Linked DNA regions of Triticum aestivum: region 1 is linked to region 2. A link is a contact called in public Hi-C data. All regions are on one chromosome and are shown on one strand. Each heading gives the region's core, a stretch centred on a gene start, on an enhancer-like site or on the middle of the called end of the contact. The rest is flanking DNA. Distances are from core to core; before and after follow the strand shown.

Region 1 (4,542 bases), core at 453-2,952, 500 kb before region 2:
ATTTGTGAGTTCATACATGGGAAAACCCTATAAACGATTACAATGCTTATTAGTATATGCTAGGGAAGAGCAAAGTCGACCCATGTCATGTCACTGGCTGGAGTGAACAACCATATCACAATGTTTCTCAAAATGTTTGTTTGATATGAAATGGAAGAAAATATGCTTGGAAATAGAGCGTGACAGGGTTGGAGAATGGCACGAGTAAACTATTAGATGTGTGTTGTCCAAAGTACAAGGGTTCTCTTGATGCAAGATGGATGGCTCAATTTTTTCCTAGAGTTATACGTGTGTTGCACATGCATGCTTAAAATGTAAGAAACCTTAAAACATACTCCCTCCGTTCCAAAATAGATGACCCAACTTTGTATTAAAGTTAGTATAAAGTTGAATCATCTATTTTGGAACAGAGGGAGTAGAACGAATTGGCAACAGAATTTACCAAGAGGCCATCATAATAAATCATTTCGAAATGATTGCATCTGATTTCATGTCATGTCCATGGTAGCATTATATGCCATAGGAGTGCATACGACAGAAAGGTTACTAAGTTTCTCATCATGAATTAGTTTTTACTGTTCACTGTCTTATGATGAATATGATGCGTCCCACTTTAAGCCAAATGTGGGTGTGTGCTCTTTTCCTACTTTGGTTACTCAGAATACCTTGAGCCATGCATGACCGAATGTATCTCTAATTTATCCCAATTCCCATATGTGTAAATGTAAACCCAGTGAACCCAATCATTACGACCAACATCTCTACCCACCAAAAAGGTTGCATTTTCCCTATGTTATATCAGTAGTAAATGAGAGAAAGGGTCCTCACGTTGCCGGACGAGGTATGTACGGTGTCGAAGGATTGCTCCACTGACTGCAGGAACCTCAGCACCTTCTTCCAACTACCGCCACATCTTGCGAGGAGCTCCCCACGAGCCGCAGGCCCAATGACGGAGCAGGCCATGCGCGCTGCGCATAACCGCGAGGCGGCTTGCTCAGCGAGAGGACGGAGGGCGCGGCAGGTACCCTCAAGCCTGGCGAGGTCACCAGCGGCGAGCCTGCCGGAGCTCAGTACCTCCCCGATGAGGTGGCCCGGTAACTCTTCCATGGAGAAAGCGCGAGGCGACTTCTCCCCAGCCATGGATCCACCGCCACAGCTACGAGGAGGAATCGCTGTCCTTGGGGTGAAAAATCGGCGGTTTTGGTGCGAAATCGATTGGAATCATCCAAAGATCCGGACGAGCGTATCGAAATGGTAGGAAAGCAGAAGGAAAACTAAGAGAGGCTAATCCGCGGAGTAGCGACCGATTTGCTGCGGGCCGGTGAAGCGGAGCGGAGAAACCAAATCAGATCCACCAGATTCCAGGTCCCCCGCTGGAAGCTCGAACCAGCAACAGCGGATCGAATCCAAATCCAATCGGGCAAGGAAGGGCCGAATTGAATTGAATCGAATCGGCAGAAGCAGAAACTGGATAAGAATCGGTTGGTCGGAGGTGGGAATTGAAGCGGGGAAGGGAAGGGGCTCCTTTCCGAGAAATTTGGCCAGTATATATTTGTACGCACGCAAAAAGGATACGGACGAACACGAACCGACAGGAAGCAGAGGAAAGCAAGGAAGGGGAAGAGAGAGAGAGAATAGAATGCCGTGAAGCCTCGCTGCGCCTGCGCAGTAGGGCCGATCGTGGCTACGGCAACATGTCAGTGAGTGTTTCCAGGGAGCGATGCGGTGTCAGTGGGAAGGAAAGAATGTTCGTTGATCTGTTCGGTGGGTGCGCGGAGGACGACGTGGCTCGGCCTCGGCGTGGCCGCCACTATCGCCTCAGATTTTTTTGACACTCCACGAAGCTTTTTATTTAAACCGTCATAATGTTTATAAAGACGAATGGAAGTTCGCTGAATGGTCTAACCAGACATGGCGGCCAAGCCCTAACTGCAATGCGTGCTTCGTAAGACTGTGAGCCTTGAAGTTCGAACTCCTAAATTCATGAACAAAAATACAAGTATTGAAACTAATGGCATGATCTATGATTTCATGTATGATTGCACCATAACTTGCTCCATGCTTTTGTTTGATGTCGTCGATCACTACCCTGTAGTCAGACGCCACATGGATGGAGTTTAAGTTCAGGTCCTCTGCTAGCGCCAACGACTCTCTGACCGCCAAAGCTTCTAAGGTAGTAGGACCATGAATACCCTTAAGAACCAAGGCAAAGGCCCCCAAAAAAACGCATGTCTTGTCCCTGCATACTGCGGCGGCCGACCCTGCTTTTGCCATGCCCCTTGTAGCTGCATCAACATTTATTTTTGCACAATCTCCCAGTGGTGGCTGCCAACTCATGGGTCTCTCTGTTCTTGCATTCACGGTCCTCTGCTCCGGCTTCTTGATGATTTGGAGGTCGTTTAGCTGCGCTTGGATGAACATATGCGTTGACATAGGGCTCTGGAATATGTCCTCATAGATCGCCTTTCTTCGCGCGCTCCAGACCACCCAGAGGGTGATCACCATACGTACAAAAAGGTCATCCGGCAGTACCGCATTCATTTTGAATATCCATTCCTTCGCGTTGTCGCAGTCAAACTGGATCATCTGATCAACAAGGTCTTCATCAGACAGTGCCCACGTACTTCTGGCCATGGAACAATTGATGAGGGCATGCCGCCATGAATCCCTCGCTCCACATAATCTGCATGATGCTGAGGTTGCCATGTGTCTATGCTCAAGCAGGTCTGCAGTTGGGATAGAGCTACGGGCTAACCGCCACAGGAACGTCCTCACCTTTGACAGGACCTCCGTTTTCCAAAGTGCAGACCACTCCTTGCCCTCCTGGTCAGCCCCAGAAGAGCCCTCGGTTTCCTCAATCCAGTTTCCCCTAGTGATCTCGGTTTGCATAATCAGTCTATACGTAGATTTTACAGAAAAATTCCCTCTTCTCTCTCCGCTCCAAGCCCAGAAATCACCCATACTCCTTGTGCAAAGTGGTATTGCCAGGATGGCTTCAGCGTCGATGGGAACAAAAACTGAGCGTACTCGGATGATGTTAGGAGCCATCCTAGCATGTACGCATATGGGCTTGCCCACTGGGCCGCTCATGGACCTGGCCCGCCCACTGGGCCGCTCATGGACCTAGCCCGCCCACTACCCCATCGCTGCAGCTACAAGTACCAGATCGAAGGCAAGGAGCAAACCATCCAGGGGATCACCGAACGAACCGGCGGCGGCTACCTCCTTCCCTTTCCTCCGTTCTTCCCCTACCTTGTTTCCCTCCGTTCATGTAATCAAATTCGTATGTAATCAAAGCTTGTATCCCAAACTAATGAAAGATCGTAGTAGATCGAGTGGTCCCCAATCTCTTCCTTACATCTGGTATTCAGAGCCAGGCACCACCCTTCCCCAAATTCTTTCACAATTTATTTTCACCGCCACCATCTGAGGGAATCAGCCATGGATCCGTCCATCCAGGAGTATCTCCAGCGGCTTGACGCCAGCCCTTGACGCCTACACCAACACCATAAGGTCCCTCACCGAGAAACTGGGCATCCATGTCCAAAACCCACCACCGTCCGCCACCTCGCCAGAGAGCACAACCGACGCGTCAACGCCTATCCCAAGTGTCTCCTACTCCATAGGCAAGGCCCAGGAGGTTGTCGAGGTCATACACGATGCGCCCCCTACCTGTAGCGCAATGGCGCATCTCACTTGTTCGACGGAATGCTCACACCAGGTCGCCACCACCGACAGCATCGACAAGGTCACCACCGTCTACCACGAGTCCGTCGTCGACCTCAGTGACAAGTTCGGCGCCCTCAACATTCCTGTGATGGCCAACATCAACCCGCCGCTCCACGTCTAGGTTCCATCACCCCAAGTCCTTCGCGAGCAGCACCTGCGGCGTCGCTGTTGCAGGACCGGACGAGTACACACTCGTGGCGGCCACTCCAAACGTCGCCCTCGAGCTTGTCGTTCCCTCAAGCGTATCCTTCTCCACCAACAAGGTCCATGAGGTCCTTGCTATTCCCCGCAGTGTGTCCCCTGTCTACATCGGCATGGAGCCTTTCACCTGTTCGACGAAATGTTCCAACCAAGTTGGCGCCACTTATGTAACACCCACAATGCGGCTATATCTCCCACGTGTCGGGGCACGACTTAGAGGCATAGTCGCATGGTAGTTTTGTCGCAAGAGGGGTAATCTTCACACAATCCCATGTATTGAATAAGAAAGGGATGAAGAGTTGGCTTACAATCGCCACTTCACACAATACATAAATAATTCATACATCATCCAGATACACCCAAAGACCGACTATGGCCAAATCCAACAGAAAAGGAAGATAAACCCTAAATGCTAGATCCCCGATTGTCCCAACTGAGCTCCACTACTGATCATCAGGAAACGAAATGTAGTAATGACCCAGATCCTCGTCGAACTCCCACTTGAGTTCGGTGGCATCACCTGCACTAGTCTCCTTGGCACATGCAACTGTTTGGAAGTATCCGTGAGTCACGAGGACTCAGCAATCTCACACCCGCGAGATCAAGACTATT
Region 2 (4,526 bases), core at 796-3,295:
GGAAAGGAGGGAGAGGGGGAAGGAAAGGGGGGCCACACCCCCACCCCTTGTCCAATTCAGTTTGGGCAGGGGGGAGGTGTGCGCCACCTCGTGGTCATTCTTCCCTCTCCACACTAAAGCCCAATAAGGCCCATTAACTTCCCCCGGCGAATTCCTGTAACTCTCCAGTACTCCGAAAAATACCCGAATCACTCGGAACCATTCTGATGTCCGAATATAGCCTTCCAATATATCGATCTTTACCTCTTGACCATTTTGAGACTCCTCGTCATGTCCGTGATGTCATCCGAGACTCCGAGTAAACTTCGGTTCATCAAATCACATTACTCATAATACAAATCGTCATCGAACGTTAAGCGTGCGGACCCTACGGGTTCGAGAACTATGTAGACATGACCGAGACACATCTCCTGTCAATAACCAATAACGGAACCTAGATGCTCATATTGGTTCCTACATATTCTACGAAGATCTTTATTTGTCAAACCGCATAACAACATACATTGTTCCCTTTGTCATCGGTACATTATTTGCCCGAGATTCAATCGTCGGTATCCTCATACCTAGTTCAATCTCGTTACCGGCAAGTCTCTTTACTCGTTCCGTAATGCATCATCCCGTAACTAACTCATTAGTCACATTGCTTGCAAGGCTTATAGTGATGTGCATTATCGAGAGGGCCCAGAGATACCTCTCCGATACACGGAGTGACAAATCCTAATATCGATGTATGCCAACTCAACAAACACCATCGGAGACACCTGTAGAGCATCTTTATAATCACCCAGTTACCTTGTGATGTTTGATAGTACACAAGGTGTTTCTCCGGTATCCGGGAGTTGCATAATCTCTTAGTTAGAGGAACATGTATAAGTCATCAATAAAAGCAATAGCAATAAAACTAAACGATCATTATGCTAAGCTAACGGATGGGTCTTGTGCATCACATCATTCTCCTAATTATGTGATCTCGTTCATCAAATGACAACACATGTCTATGGTTAGGAAACTTAACCATCTTTGATTAACGAGCTAGTCAAGTAGAGGCATACTAGGGACACTTTGTTTTGTCTATGTATTCACACATGTATCAAGTTTCCGGTTAATACAATTTTAGCATGAATAACAAACATTTATCATGATATAAGGAAATATAAATAACAACTTTATTATTGCCGCTAGGGCGTATTTCCTTCATGGATCTCAATATGTAGCATAATGAAATTTGGTGTGAATCTGTGAAAAACTGCTACCGTGGCAATGTTTTTGATATGCTGAAATTGCTGCCGTGTTAGTGAATTGAGCTGCTATCGCAGCTGCTATTATCGCGCCATGTGGCATGCTCTGAGTGGAGGATACCGGTTTAGTGAAGAAGCATTCTGAGCCGTTGGATTAAGTCGCAATGGATGGCTGATGTTCTTTTAAAACTAGGGTTCGAATCAGTGGGGTATTCCTCACCAGAACAGAGGAGACGACGATGGGCCTGATCGGCGATGATGTTACTCCTAATGGCCATAGGTGATCGATGAAGATGCTGGAAGACAAGGAGGTTCATGGGGAGTCCTTTGGTGTCCTCAGGGAGTTCCGGTGTGTCCTGTAGAGACGATGGTGGGCGAATGAACATGCGGCGGCGATGGTATGCTCTGGCGAGATTGGTTTAGCTGGGGAGCTCAATTTGGTGCGATCCTGGGCAAAATCAAAGGGGGTAGAGGTGCATGAGGTATCTGCGAATACATAGAAAGTCTCGGCGAGGAACGAGGCTTACCGAGGCGGGAGAATTTCACGTCGGCACTACTCAGGACGGCGGAGCTCACTGGGGTTGCTTCGCTCGATTTCGAGCTCTGACCCGTGAGGCAAGGCAGGGTATCGGAAGAAGAGAGCGAGGGGGTCCCGGGGTGGTCCATACGCATGAGAACCTCGTGGGGATCGGAGAGATCGGGCGCGGCTGTGAGAAACGCACAGAGCGGTGGCGTACACGACCAGGAGATCGGATAGAGGTAGGAGAAGGTGAGTGGGGCCTACGCGTCATAGACAGACGAGGAGTAGAGAGACAGATAGCCGGGGGATGATGCTGACGTCACGCTGACGTGCGTGCGAGGCTGCTGGCTGCGCTATGCTGAAGTGGGCCAGCCTGCTAGCTGCTGCTGCGCTGTAATGTGGGTGAGCGAGGTTTAGGCTTTAGTCCAGTTTCTTTTACAGAAATGATTTTGGCTCAAAAAAATCCAATCATTTTATAAAAAAGACCAGGACACTCACAAAAACAAATTGTGTTACATACAACATAGTGGACATTTTCCAGTCCAAAATACTTATATAGAGTACCGATTATATTTTTATAAACTTTATTTTTGCACTTATAAAATGTTCCATAAAATAATTTTGAACTCTGACAAATACAAATACCATTTGAAACATATCCAACTCTTTTAACATTGAAGGAGTCATATATTTCCTTCTCTCATAGAATTTATTTTTGAGTTAGAATTGTTATAAATATTGAAATCCAAATGGGTGAATATTCAATTATTCAACAATAGTATTCTTTGAGGAAGTCCTGTCATCCTCTCTCATATTTTGAATTGGAAACATTATGAATATTCTCAAAGTTCAAAATAAGCTTGAAAGGAATATTCGGGAAGTCATGTTATTCCCTCTCATTTTAAATATTCATTCAACTCAAAAGTTTCAAATCCTAGTCAAAATGAACTAACAACAAGCAACCCAAGCATGTTTTTATTTAATCCTATTTAAATAATTAACATTCCAAAATTTATAATTTTGGGATGTTACAAATCTACCACCCTTAAAATGAATCTCGTCCTCGAGATTCGGAGAGGCTAGAAAGAAAAGGTTAGGTTTGGTATTCTCCTTGAATATCCATTGTTTATCCGAGAGTGTGGAGTACTACCACCCTTAGAATAAAAGTCACTGATCTTTAGAAATCTTACTCCTTCGATGAAATCCTTCACACATGTCTTGCACTCCTTCGAAATTCTGAATCCCTTATCAAAAGAGCAGTCTTCCATATACTGAAACTTCATGGCTCACATGTCTTGTGCCGATACTAAACAAATATCGATACTCTCATGGTGGTCATCAAGAATACTTCTATGGTGGTTCCTGCAGAAAATGGTCTTGGTTCATCCTCACCGTTACAACCTACTATTGGCAGCGGCGGCCTTCTACAAGGGTCAAATGGCATACCATTCTATGGTTTAAGGCTTAACATCATCGTGTATCTACTATAGGTAAGTCACTCTAGATTTACCATGCCACATAGCAAGAGCGAATAATAAGAGTAAGCCGGTATGGTGATCAAGCCATTCCACACTCAAATCATTACCTTGTATATGGTTTAGCAAATCTCGCATTCTAACACTCAGGCATCCTCACAAACATTGCAAAATTTTCTATTTTCACGAACTAGGTTCGGATAATTCCATTGGTTCTGCATGCGAGACTGAACTACTATAAAACATGTACTGATGAACTATAGCTTCCTCCAGGTTTCTTCCTTCAGCAAGATTGTGCTTGCTTCTTGGCGGTCCTGGCGCATGTGGTTTAGCTTGAACTCATCCCTAGGTTGCATCCATCTTCACTCCATTCTCGGGATTTGCAAGCAATGTAGTAACTCCTTTTGCGCGGGTCTTAGGTTTAGGGGGAATAATAGATTGTAGAGGGAGACAGGTATACCCATACAAGCATCACAATAGTTTTGAAAATAAGTTTTGATGTGCGCTGTTAGTAAAACAGACACAATGACAGCTCACAAAATGCGTCTAACGATATACGCATATAAAAATCTTGTATCTTCAAGGTCTTCAATGTAGGTAGCTCCTTTCGTGCATCAACGAAGAAATCGTCATAACACCATCTTTTCATAGCTTGCTCTTCTTGAATCTTCAAGCATAATAAATAGGTAGGGGTCTATAACAATGCAAACTTATTCTACTCGCAAAATGAATCACATCGCACATCACACAACATCAATCAATAAAAAACACAAAAGTCACACGAAGCAAGCAAAACCTATAGGTAAGGTCATATCCACAAGAGATATGATCTCGTCATACTATGCATGAATCATTTATCGAAGTGGTGGTCTGAATCTAAGATTTTCCTTGATCATCTAAATTAACCATGAAGATCATCTAGAAATCTAAAAGTTAGTCTTTCTTGAGTCACACAAAAATACTTCTTTCTTGAATTCCTTCTCTCCTCATTATAGCATTGCTTCCCAAGCATTACATCCTCAGTGACAGGGCCAAATGGGGTTACTATAAGATGGCCAACTACTTTAAGGCAAGGTGAGAAGTTTAGAATATGAATGGTAGATGAGAAATACAAGTATGATAGTAAGTGATCAAGAAGTGATAAAACAATTTCCGATGGCTTTTCCTAGTCCATTCTAAGGGCTACGACCTACAGTCAACATGGGCTCTAATACCATCTGTAACGACCCGAACCTGATAAGATTCGATGTCTTTGTGCTCACAGTGCTAGGCGGCGATAGAGATCTTGGAATA

The links. A called contact is a pair of places that touch in the nucleus more often than the background predicts.
Region 1: a contact with region 2 is called in a Hi-C map of leaf, with 4 times the contacts expected there. The contact joins the promoter of LOC123188575 here to the enhancer-like site in region 2. A contact is called at or near these places in 2 of 5 Hi-C or Micro-C datasets (both in leaf).

The regions. Positions count from the first base shown.
Region 1 is chr2A:308,024,223-308,028,764 of IWGSC CS RefSeq v2.1, reverse strand. LOC123188575 (ultraviolet-B receptor UVR8) reads right to left here and starts at 1,702. Exons shown (of 6, transcript XM_044600737.1): 1 at 829-1,702. The coding sequence starts at 1,140.
Region 2 is chr2A:307,525,245-307,529,770 of IWGSC CS RefSeq v2.1, reverse strand. No RefSeq gene overlaps it. Among protein-coding and RNA genes, the nearest start is that of LOC123185242, 5.2 kb to the right of the region's middle. Within about 2 kb of position 2,045, at least 6 of the 8 cell types and tissues checked have an H3K27ac peak or open chromatin away from gene starts, as enhancers often do. A contact at or near this core is called in leaf, where this site is marked.